Linked DNA regions of Mus musculus: region 2 is linked to region 1. The links are chromatin contacts, called in public ChIA-PET maps. All regions are on one chromosome and are shown on one strand. Each heading gives the region's core, a stretch centred on a gene start, on an enhancer-like site or on the middle of the called end of the contact. The rest is flanking DNA. Distances are from core to core; before and after follow the strand shown.

Region 1 (4,976 bases), core at 1,761-4,260:
CAACATACCCCCACATACAACACACACACACACACACACACACACACACACACACCACAAATACCACCCACCACAATACTATACCACACACACATACACACCTAAAAATACCATATATGCACATAGCACACATACTCCACACAACCCATACTGCATACACCACACACACACACACACACACACACACCTTACCACCACTATCACCACCACCACACACAAACATGAAACATGACATACACACATCTCACAGGGTTCTTGTACTGATAACCTGAAAGGGCTTCAGAAGGGATGATGATTGCATTGTGTAAGGCAGGAAGATCCTGAATTTTTCTGGAAATAATCCTGAACCCTATGAATGGTCCCAGAGTAGAGTTAATGACATGAAGGACCACCTCCAACTCAGGTAGTGACAACAGTGACCATGCTATGGAAGCATCCCAGATCCTCAGGCCTTGGGACATGACGGAGCCTCTAATAGGCTTTGAGATTAAATTTCTCACATTTCAGTGGAAATGTATGAAATGTGAGTATGGTGTCCAAATTGTACTGATTAAAAAGAAATATTAAATCAGTGAATAGTTATTCACATCTAATAAACTGTACCAGAGTATAAACTGGAAATTTTCAAGCCAAGGCTTTTAAATATAAAAATAGTATCTAAATGTGCGGAGGACATCTGTGAGCATTTGTATGTGAAATCTTTTAAGTGCAAAGCCCTGTACATTCCACCAGGGGAGAGGTTTTCATAAGACAGAGGACCTTCCCCCCTCCTTCCAGGCATTGAGGGCTCCTTTGTAAAACCCACGCAATCTCAGATTGTGAAGTTGAATTAGAAATAATGTTTAAATTATGCAGGTTCCCAGCTGTGCTGTGATGTTTGCACACTTTCTAGGAAATGACTAATTATAATTAGTGCTTAAATACAAAAGAGGTGCCGTCCTTAAGTGAGAGAAGTAAAATAAGCGTGCTGGCTATTTTCATCCTGTTACGCTGGGGCTGCTGACTGCAGGGGCCGGAGGGAGATGGATGCTGGTGCCCACACTCCAGGTGAGAAGATGGATTGAGATGTTTGTGGGCCATGGGAGGACACCAGACACAGAACAAGCCCCATCAGCAAGCATCAGATGTCGGGAAGTCACCATCAGAAAGGCAGTGAGGAGGAGCAGCTAGAACTGAGCCATCCTCAGAGATGAGCTGCCAGGTTCTGTCTCTCTTTGCCTGTGGGAGGTCTTTTTGCTTCTCCAAAGACTTGGTTTCCTGAATTACAAAGAAGAGCCAAGAGTGACTGTGTGGATGTTAAGCTTTCTCATATTTTCTCCAAAACAATAGCCAATGTTTATATTGAATTTTCATAAATGTATACAATGTATCTTGGTTAGATTTATCCCCATCTTCCTCCCCTCAGATCCTCCCACCTCCCTCCCAACTTTCTTTTTTTAAAAAAAAATAGTCCATTAAGACTAATTAGTGCTACCTATATGTGCATGTGTATAGGGTCTTCCACTGGGACCTGAGCAACCAACCGATCGATTGCAAATTTCTCCTCTCCAAAAAAGAATGCCTCTTCCTCCATCAGCAGCCATCAGCTGCCATTATCTCCTCAGCTAGGGATGGGCCACTGGGAGTCCCTCCCCTGCACTGTGCTGAAATTTTTCGTTCTCTTGATCTCAAGGAAGTTTTGTGTGGGTAGCCACAGGTACTGTGAATTCATGTATGTGACAGCCATAACACATTCAAAGATAGTAGTCTTCCCACCTTCAGGCTCTTAGAAGTCTTTCCATCCCCTGTTCCATTGTATCCCCTAATCCTTGAGAAGGGTGGGATGGAGTAGTAATTTAGACAGCCCATCAACAGGTGAGTACTCAGAGTTGCTTATTGTCAGCCATCACTTTCTTCCTTAATTATTCATTTTACATCCTGACCCAAGCCCCCTTCCTCTTCTCCCAGTCCCTCCCACAGCACCTCCCCTTTCGAAACCTCCTCCCCCTTTTCTCTAAGAAGGGGGACGCACCCCTGGGTATCAACCCGCCCTGGTACATCAAGTCACAGCAGGACTAGACGCATCCTCTCCCACTGAGGCACCATTTTTATGGGTGCTTAGGAGGTGTCAATCCTTGGGCTGCACTCTGTGATTTGGAAGGTCTTGTAGAGACACAAAACCTTCCCTTCTGGGTTCCTTTGGTTCCTCTGGCTATTTTTATCATGTTGCTTCATCAACTTGCCACTCTTCAAAAGCCTTACACCATGACAGACAGGAGCCAGGTCTTGTTTGCTGTCCACTGATGCACCCTCAGTATCTCTCATCCTATCCAGACGTTGCAAACACCAGATAGACATTTGGAGAAAGGAAGAAATGCTTTGATGTGTATCGACAGACAATGATTTAAATGCATTAGTGTTGCCTCGTCGGCACCATAAACTCATTGGAAACAGGAAGAGCCTGACATTTCTTTTGGCATTTACTAAGGTGCCCAGCAATTCTGTGCATGTAATTACTCCTGTATTCTCATGAATAATTATTGAACCCCTCCTATGAAGAAGGCACAAGGCCGTAGCACTGAAAGGCATCCTGTCTCTTGGGACTGACAGGGGGAAAGACAATCAGATCATTAATGAAGCATCAATCCCGTCAGTACACAAGCACTCGTGGGGAAAGCACAATAGCTGATTACTCTCCCCTCCCTCTTTACTCTCTATCAGAATCCTGGTGTAACTCGGAGGCCAGAGCCCCACTTCCTAGTGATTTCCATAAAATACTTGAGTCCAATGAACTGCTTTGACCCTTCTGTTTCCTTCTTATCAAGCAGAGGTTTGGTCATGTGACCCAGTCTGGCCAATAGGTCTGGCTACAAGGGTCTGCCAGTGGGCTTCTGGGAATTATTTTCCTCCCTGTTAAAATAGAAAGCTACTTTGAAGGAAGAAGTCCAGTTGCTCTGTACTAAGTGCTTGGATGTGGTCACGTGACAATATGATAGCAGCTGTTATAACAGCCATCTGTGACACTAAGGGAACACATTGTTGACACATTGGTGTTGAGCTGTATGTATCTGAGCTGCTGTCTGTTAGAATCTTAAGAAGAGTAACTCCCTTAGTTTCCTCTGTGGTTTGGTTTGCTTTGCTTTGGTTTGGTTTTGGTTTGTTTGTTTCAAGACAAGGTCTCGCTCTGTAGCTCTGAATGTTCGGGGATTATGTATACTAGACTGGCCTCAAACTCAAAGAGTTCTGCCCACCTACTGAGTGCTGAGATTAAAGGTGTGTGTCACTCTGCTCAGCTTCCTCTGTGCCTTAAACAGCTGAGAAGACAGATAATAAAGACAGGTGACAGACCAGCAAACTGTTGTCATGACTGAATGCTCACTGTGAGCCTATAGTCTCAGGGCTGGACCCAAGCTTCACTTTAGGCAACTTCAGCACTAGTAATAGACTGCATCTTAGATAACTAAGTGAACACGTGATGCTCTGTCTCCAGAGGAGTCTCACAAACTTCCCAAACAGATACGCTGTCCTCCTCAGGATGAACTGAGCAAAGAGACGAACTGCCCACAATTCATGGCGGCTGAGCATCTTGCACATGGAAAGAAGCATCAAGAAGGAACACGGACACACCCTCTCATCAGCCGCTGCATGACTGAGCTACACGCCATACATGTTCTCAACCTCAGGACTGCCTTCAAAACTCGACACAGAGACCCCTATGAGTAAAGCTACCTTTTGCCAGGCGTGCTGTTGACTGTGATCAAAACATCCTCACCAGTTTAAGCATCAGAAAGGAGAAGCAAAGGATGCTGGGAGGAAGCATGCCAAAGGGAACTTATTTTGACTTGGTGAGGGATGGAGAACATCTTTAAATTCATGCCACTTTTACCTGACCCAAAAGGAGAGGAGGAAAAGGCTTCAAAGACAAAGGAAGCAGCGTGTGAGGAGATCCGGAGGCATCAAAGAAAGGCTGGTGTGGTTGAAGTGGACTCTGAGGGAGGGATCGTGAGATTGAATGCTGGGGAGAGGCAGATGTTGAACCTTAGCTTTGTAGAAGGGATGCAGAAGTGGGCTTCTCAGGGGACAATAGAGAGATGGAGTTTTACAAACAAGAGTGCTCGTTAAGGAGGGACCAGCTTATGTGTGAGGGAAGGGTAAGGAATGACCTAGGCGTAGACTGAGCGACTCAACAACAGCTGGCCCTAAGCGGAGTTCTGGGCTCAGAAAAGCCCTTCAGAAGCTGTTGCAGGATAGGTTAAGATAGCAAGAACTCTGTTTCTCCACAGAGAACCATCATTGTATGTAGGGTCTCTGGGGTGGGAGGTACTGCCACCAAGATCGTCCCTTGAAACGATGTTTTGAACGTTGTCTCTTGTGTCCTGTAGAACATTTAGCAGCCATTTTTGGCCCCCATGTAAAAACAGCATCATTTCCTTCCACTATGACAATCAGAACTTTCCTAAACATTGCCAAATGTTTTCTGGGGGCAAAATTAGGGATTTAGCTTAAAATATCTTAATTGCTTAAAGACAAAACATATCATATAAAAAGCACATACTTTGGACCAAATCTTCAAAAATCCCTGAACTTCTTTAGGATGGGACTGAGCTTTGCTTGAATGTGTGGTGACGTCACAGAGGGAAGGAAGATGGTGGCTGCAATGAGACCGGTGAACATGGCAGATTCACACAGATACAAATGCAGCAGCCACCTCCCCTCCCTCCATCTCTCCCTCCTCCTCTCCCTCCCTTTCTCCCTCCTTCCTCTGCCCATCATCGGCTGACTGTAGACTCCGACCTGGTGAGTTATAAGAATAAAAGCAAGATCACAGTCCGGTGTCTTCCCACCTTCTCCCTAACCAGCTCACCTCCTTCCTGTGTGATCTTTTCTTTGGAGTGGAGGAGCAATGTATTTTGCCAAAGCCAACCCAGCTACTGCCTTCTCCACTCATCGTTTAACTCTTTGGATGAGGCCTGGGCTATGTTCTTAAGTCTGACTTA
Region 2 (4,954 bases), core at 2,055-4,554, 270 kb before region 1:
GGCCAGAGTGTCCTTACAGCACACAAAGGCACTGAGTAAAACACCTGGGAGGGACTGGAGAGGAGGATCAAAGACCATGTCTGAGGATCTTGAAGGGGTCTGTGAGGCATAGTGACCCGTAATGGGGTAGAGAGTCCTGCTATAACTCAGAACTGGTCCAAAATGGGTTTGGCTTTAGGGCTGCGTTTCCTGTCTGTGTTCCTCAGATGAATGTAAAACTCACCAACAATTAAAAAAAAAAAAAAAAGCACAGGGTAACACTGCCAGGGCATCTAAATTTGAAGCTAAAAGGTTTCCAGGCAGTTGATTGGTGGCTGCGGCATGCCAGTCTCCTTGGCATCTGCAACTACCAAGCGCTGCCTGAGCAGGCCTTCAGGCAGCAAAGAAGAAAAAAGTGAGATTCTACTTAGTTTGTGCCTTGGAGGGGTCTGGAGCAACTACTGCGAATGGCGCCCCTGACCTTGGCGCGATGCCTCTGCTCGGTATTGAGTCCTCCCAATCATGTGTGCATCATCGGGGATTCTCTTCCATCTCATGAGTCACCCCCCTTCTCAGACCCCAAAGCGGGTGGTAGTTTCAGAACTTGAACCTAAGCCCGTCTTGGTTCTAAAGTGTGCAGGGAGGGGCGCTTCGATTCCCAGCCTAGTGCACTACATCCAGGCAGGCAGCCTTGAGATAGCTCTGTCAACAAAGTGACACTGTGGGTCTGCAGGTGAGGACAGGAGATGTGAGGAGAGGAAACCTCAGTCTGGCGTGGGGTGGAGGGGAAAGGGTGATCGGCCCAGCATGTGTTGGGCATCAGGAAAGGGCTGGGATGTGGGCGTTTTCTGTTCCATCCTAGAAAGGATGAGTCAGGAGCTAGGAGCTGCTGGGTCAACACAAGCCAGAGGTCCCCAGAGCTACAGCAATTTCTTTAAAGGAAGCACACACAGGGACTTTGTGTAGCTACTTGGGACTTTGGCTGGGGCCTCAGAAAGGTCACCATCTGCCAGGTGGTTTCGTCAGGGCTTCGGCCACTGGAAGGATGAGATGTGAAGGTGACTGGGAAGGGAAAGTATGGGCTGGCAGGGCCTGCAGCCCTCCGCACCCTCACCTCCACATTCAGGTCAGCTCCGGCATCCAGCAGCATCTGCACCATTGCCTCGTCCCCACGGACGCAGGCGTACATCAAGGGGGTCATACCCTGCGGTGGTTAAAAACCAGAGACGGAGACGTTTACAAGGTGGCCGTGGTCAGTTGACAAACACATGGAGCATCTTATTGGACTCAGACTCTGGCAGGACAAAAGAGTCAGTGTGGAGCCCTGTCACACACAGGGTCACAACCTTCCACATTCTGGAAACTACAGGGGAGGAGTGAGGGGAGGTGAACATCACCTTTTGTGATTGTGGCTTAAGTTGGAGGGTTTTCACAGTACAACAAACCTATGTGTGTCTTTACAACCAGTGGCTGATTGGGATGTGGTGGGGGTGGGTCTCACAGGAATTTTCTGGATTCTGTAACATCAACCCCTAAAGTATTTAATTATGATGACTACAGTGTCTTTGACATTTGTCTCTTCGAAGCATGACAAGGCGTCCTTGCTGCTCTGTATGAGCCTTGGGTCAGACAGAGTCAATGGTCACTGGATATCCCTGTGGTTGCTTTCACTGACATCTGCTCTGATATCACTCTATACAAGTCAAGGCACTGAGGCAGGATGGCCTTCAGGAAAACTTCCCCTTCTCCGACTCCTGCTCATCACAAACCGAGCATCACAACCAACAGGAGGAAGGGGTGGGGCTCTCCATCCAAAGGGCTGTGAAGGCAGTTATTTGGGAAGATATTCATGCTACAGCCTTGTCTCACACTATACACCAGTATAACAATTTTTTACTAGAGATAGTCAGAAAGAATTAAAATTGTAAGCAATGCCAAGTTGGTTTCTGCCCCTGTCTCTAGGCAGAAAGGGGATGAAGTATAGCATACATGAGAGGGGCTCTAGCACTGCACATCGCTGTGGAACTGAAAACTTTACGGGCAAAATTCCAACGTCAACGACAAACTGAGATACCTTGGTTCCACTAAAGGACTTCGTGCCCTGATACAGGAAGAATTCCTCTAAGAAAACAAGAAAACAGTAAAAAATGCTGATAAAAAGCAGGCAAAAGGAAAGTGGACTAGCAGGGAATACATATATAACTAGAGGTGTGCAAAGACTAGTCAGACTCCTAGGGGGAGGGGCAGTACTGAAGACTGAGAATTCAGGAAAGGCTGGTACATTTGAGACACTTCTGTTTTAAAGAAACATTTCCCCAAGGAAATAGAGATTGGAACAAAGATTTGTGTAAGTGTGCTTAGCTCAGCACTAGTCACAAACACTTTAAATATATGATGGGGGAAGGATGGTTAATAAACAAATAGTAATCACTTTATAGAGACACTAAAAGCGACTTAAAAAAGAATATTCATTGACATTGTAAGGTATCTGGAATGTAAAATACTGAAAAAATAAAACAGATAAATAAGTCCCTGGTTTTAAACATACAAGATACACATGATTGTGTACTGAGGATCCCTGACGTTGTCCAAGAAAGTGATTAGCTGTCATTATACAGTCCCTTCTATTCCCTTCGTGGGAGCTCTTTGCAAGAGCTGCCTGTGGAAGAAACAGCCCCATCTGTCCCTTGTAACAGCACTCAGGATTCACACTGAGAATGGCTGTCCATTTGCACGGTCTATGACACCACCACATCCCCAAAGTCCCCTCTGTGACTTGTGGTTGCCTCTCATGGCACCATGTTCAGAATCTGGTTGGTGCTGCCCTATCTGAATGTGCTCTAGGGTCCCCAGACTGACTTTGGTGTCTTTAAACACACCCACCCTAAGAGCACAGTGCGCATGGCCTAGATCTGTCTGGAGCCAACAGCAGACTGGCAGAGAAAAGCCTTTAACATGCCAGTAAAGAGACTTGAAGGTTGCAGAGTCCTAAATACAAACGATGGCCAACCTAGGGGCTCCATCTCCTTTCTGGAACAGGTCTGGTTTTCATTCCTTTTTAAATTTCAGCTGCGACAATCATGTGAGATTTCCATAAAGATGGGCAAGTGTATTTTTAGAAAATTAAAACCAAACCAAACCAAAAACCCCCAAACACTAAGAGAGAGAGAGAGAGAGAGAGAGAGAGAGAGAGAGAGAGAGAGAGAGAGAGAGAGAGAGGCAGGGGAGGGGCATTAATTTTTTTAATCGATCAGCAGAGGGAGCCTGTGTCCCGTCAGCTGCTCGCGCCCAGGCTAAGCACGGGAGGAGATGAGGTCCAAGCAGATTGGTACCTGTTCGCTCATGGTGTTGATTCCATCCGGCCCCAGCAAAGACACTGCCTGCTTCACCAGGTCGGTCCGTCCACAATTCAGCATCCGGAAGCCCAAGTCCTGCTTGAACTTGGCTTCGATGGCCACGGCGTCCAGCTTCCGAGAAGCACAAAAGCAGTCGTCCGCCCTGAGGGGTGGGGAGGGAGAGATGGTCACGTGGGTGCAGCCGCTTTTCCCCCCAGGATCTGGTCCCTGAGATCAAACGTCTTAGCAACCCCCACCGAGCACCTGAGATCCTCGCGGGCTTTTCCTAGGTTTTTGCCTTTTCTAGGTTTCCATTTAAAAGAACTGCCTCAGCCTGCACGGGTGGAGCACTCTTTACTCCTGGAACTCGGGAGGCAGAGGCTGATAGGTCTCTGAGTTCGAGATCAGCCTGGTCTATAACGTGAGTTCCAGGACAGCTAGGACTACATAGAGAAACCCTGTCTCAAAAAACCCAACCAAACAACTGGTGTCTCACTCCGCGCCCGCCCCCCCCGCCCCCCCCCCCCCAATTTCTGGCGGTTCTAAATCCTGTCTTTACTGAGCTTAGGTGTGGTCCCTCAGTGTGCCAGTAGAATCCTCAGCTAAGAATCATTTCATTATGCAAATATTTAGGCATTTTTTAAAAAAATAGGTTAGGTTCTCTGCTGAATGTTTTATCTGAGTTGTTACATTCGGGTCCCACACAATAGAAGGCATAATTCCTATGGGGGGACTGTCCAAAAAACAGGAATGAGGAATCTTTCTGAGGCTACCCCATCTATAAGTGATAGCTTGGATTTGAACCAGAGAAGCATGTGTGGAGAACCCGTCTTCGGATCTTCTGTGCCACTCTAGCTCCCGAGTGCAGAACCTACTGCTTTCCTGTTCACTTGACTGAGCCCTCATACTTGGCTGTGGACTTCTGAGCAGGCATTTGCCTGGGTCCATTCCAGTGACAGAGGAGACAGGGGGCATTAAGACAGGAGAGTGGACAGAGCTCAGGATGGACTCTCTCCTTTCAAAATAGAACAAGCTGGAGAACTTGCTAGATGAAATGAGAGATGGCAAGGTGCTTCAGCAAGCCACTTCAGGGAGCAAGAGGCTAGGCCAGGAAACGAGGGAGGAAACCAATGAGAGAGGGTGATACAGGCTTCATGTTGAAAGAATGTTAGTACCTTCTCCCAGTCCCCATGAACTGGTCAATAATCACTCAACAATAATCAAGCAACAATGTGTTGATTGAGTGCCTGTTAGGGTCATGTCAGCAGCCCTGCGCTGGAAGCCCACAGTCTGGTAGAAGACAAGCATGAAGACAGTCCGGAGAAGACAAGCATAGGCCATATTCTCATGTATCTCATACAAGTATTTAGGGTTCGGTGGTTCTCTCTCTAAATAAAAAATGTTATGAAACTATAAGCCCCTTTGCACCACACACAGCCTAGGGGAGCCTAGGCTTCCTCGGAAGGTGGCCCTTGAGCTGTGGTTGTAGGTATGGGGAGAGGAATGGCAGAAGACAAGAGCACTCTGTGCAGAGCCAGCAGGAGCAAGGGTCCAGGTGAGACATGGCAGGGTATTTGAGGCTATCCACAGAGCCCAGTGTTTCTAGGGCATTAACCTCTGGGCAATCTGTGCCAGTTGCT

What was found. ChIA-PET counts read pairs in DNA pulled down with a chosen protein or histone mark.
Region 2: a contact with region 1 is called in an RNA polymerase II ChIA-PET map of memory CD8 T cells, with 26 read pairs. The contact joins two enhancer-like sites. A contact is called at or near these places in 9 of 484 Hi-C or Micro-C datasets (CD4 T cells, CD8 T cells, embryonic stem cells and 1 more) and 10 of 115 datasets of contacts at active chromatin or transcription factors (bone marrow-derived macrophages, embryonic basal ganglia, embryonic hindbrain and 5 more).

What each region holds. Positions count from the first base shown.
Region 1 is chr10:85,357,850-85,362,825 of GRCm38.p6, reverse strand. No RefSeq gene overlaps it. Among named protein-coding and RNA genes, the nearest start is that of Gm34712, 13 kb to the right of the region's middle. Within about 2 kb of position 3,010, at least 15 of the 459 cell types and tissues checked have an H3K27ac peak or open chromatin away from gene starts, as enhancers often do. A contact at or near this core is called in memory CD8 T cells, where this site is marked.
Region 2 is chr10:85,623,426-85,628,379 of GRCm38.p6, reverse strand. Btbd11 (BTB (POZ) domain containing 11) reads right to left here. Exons shown (of 17, transcript NM_028709.2): 5 at 3,312-3,477; 6 at 1,094-1,183. Among named protein-coding and RNA genes, the nearest start is that of Gm40731, 36 kb to the right of the region's middle. Within about 2 kb of position 3,304, at least 52 of the 459 cell types and tissues checked have an H3K27ac peak or open chromatin away from gene starts, as enhancers often do. A contact at or near this core is called in memory CD8 T cells, where this site is marked.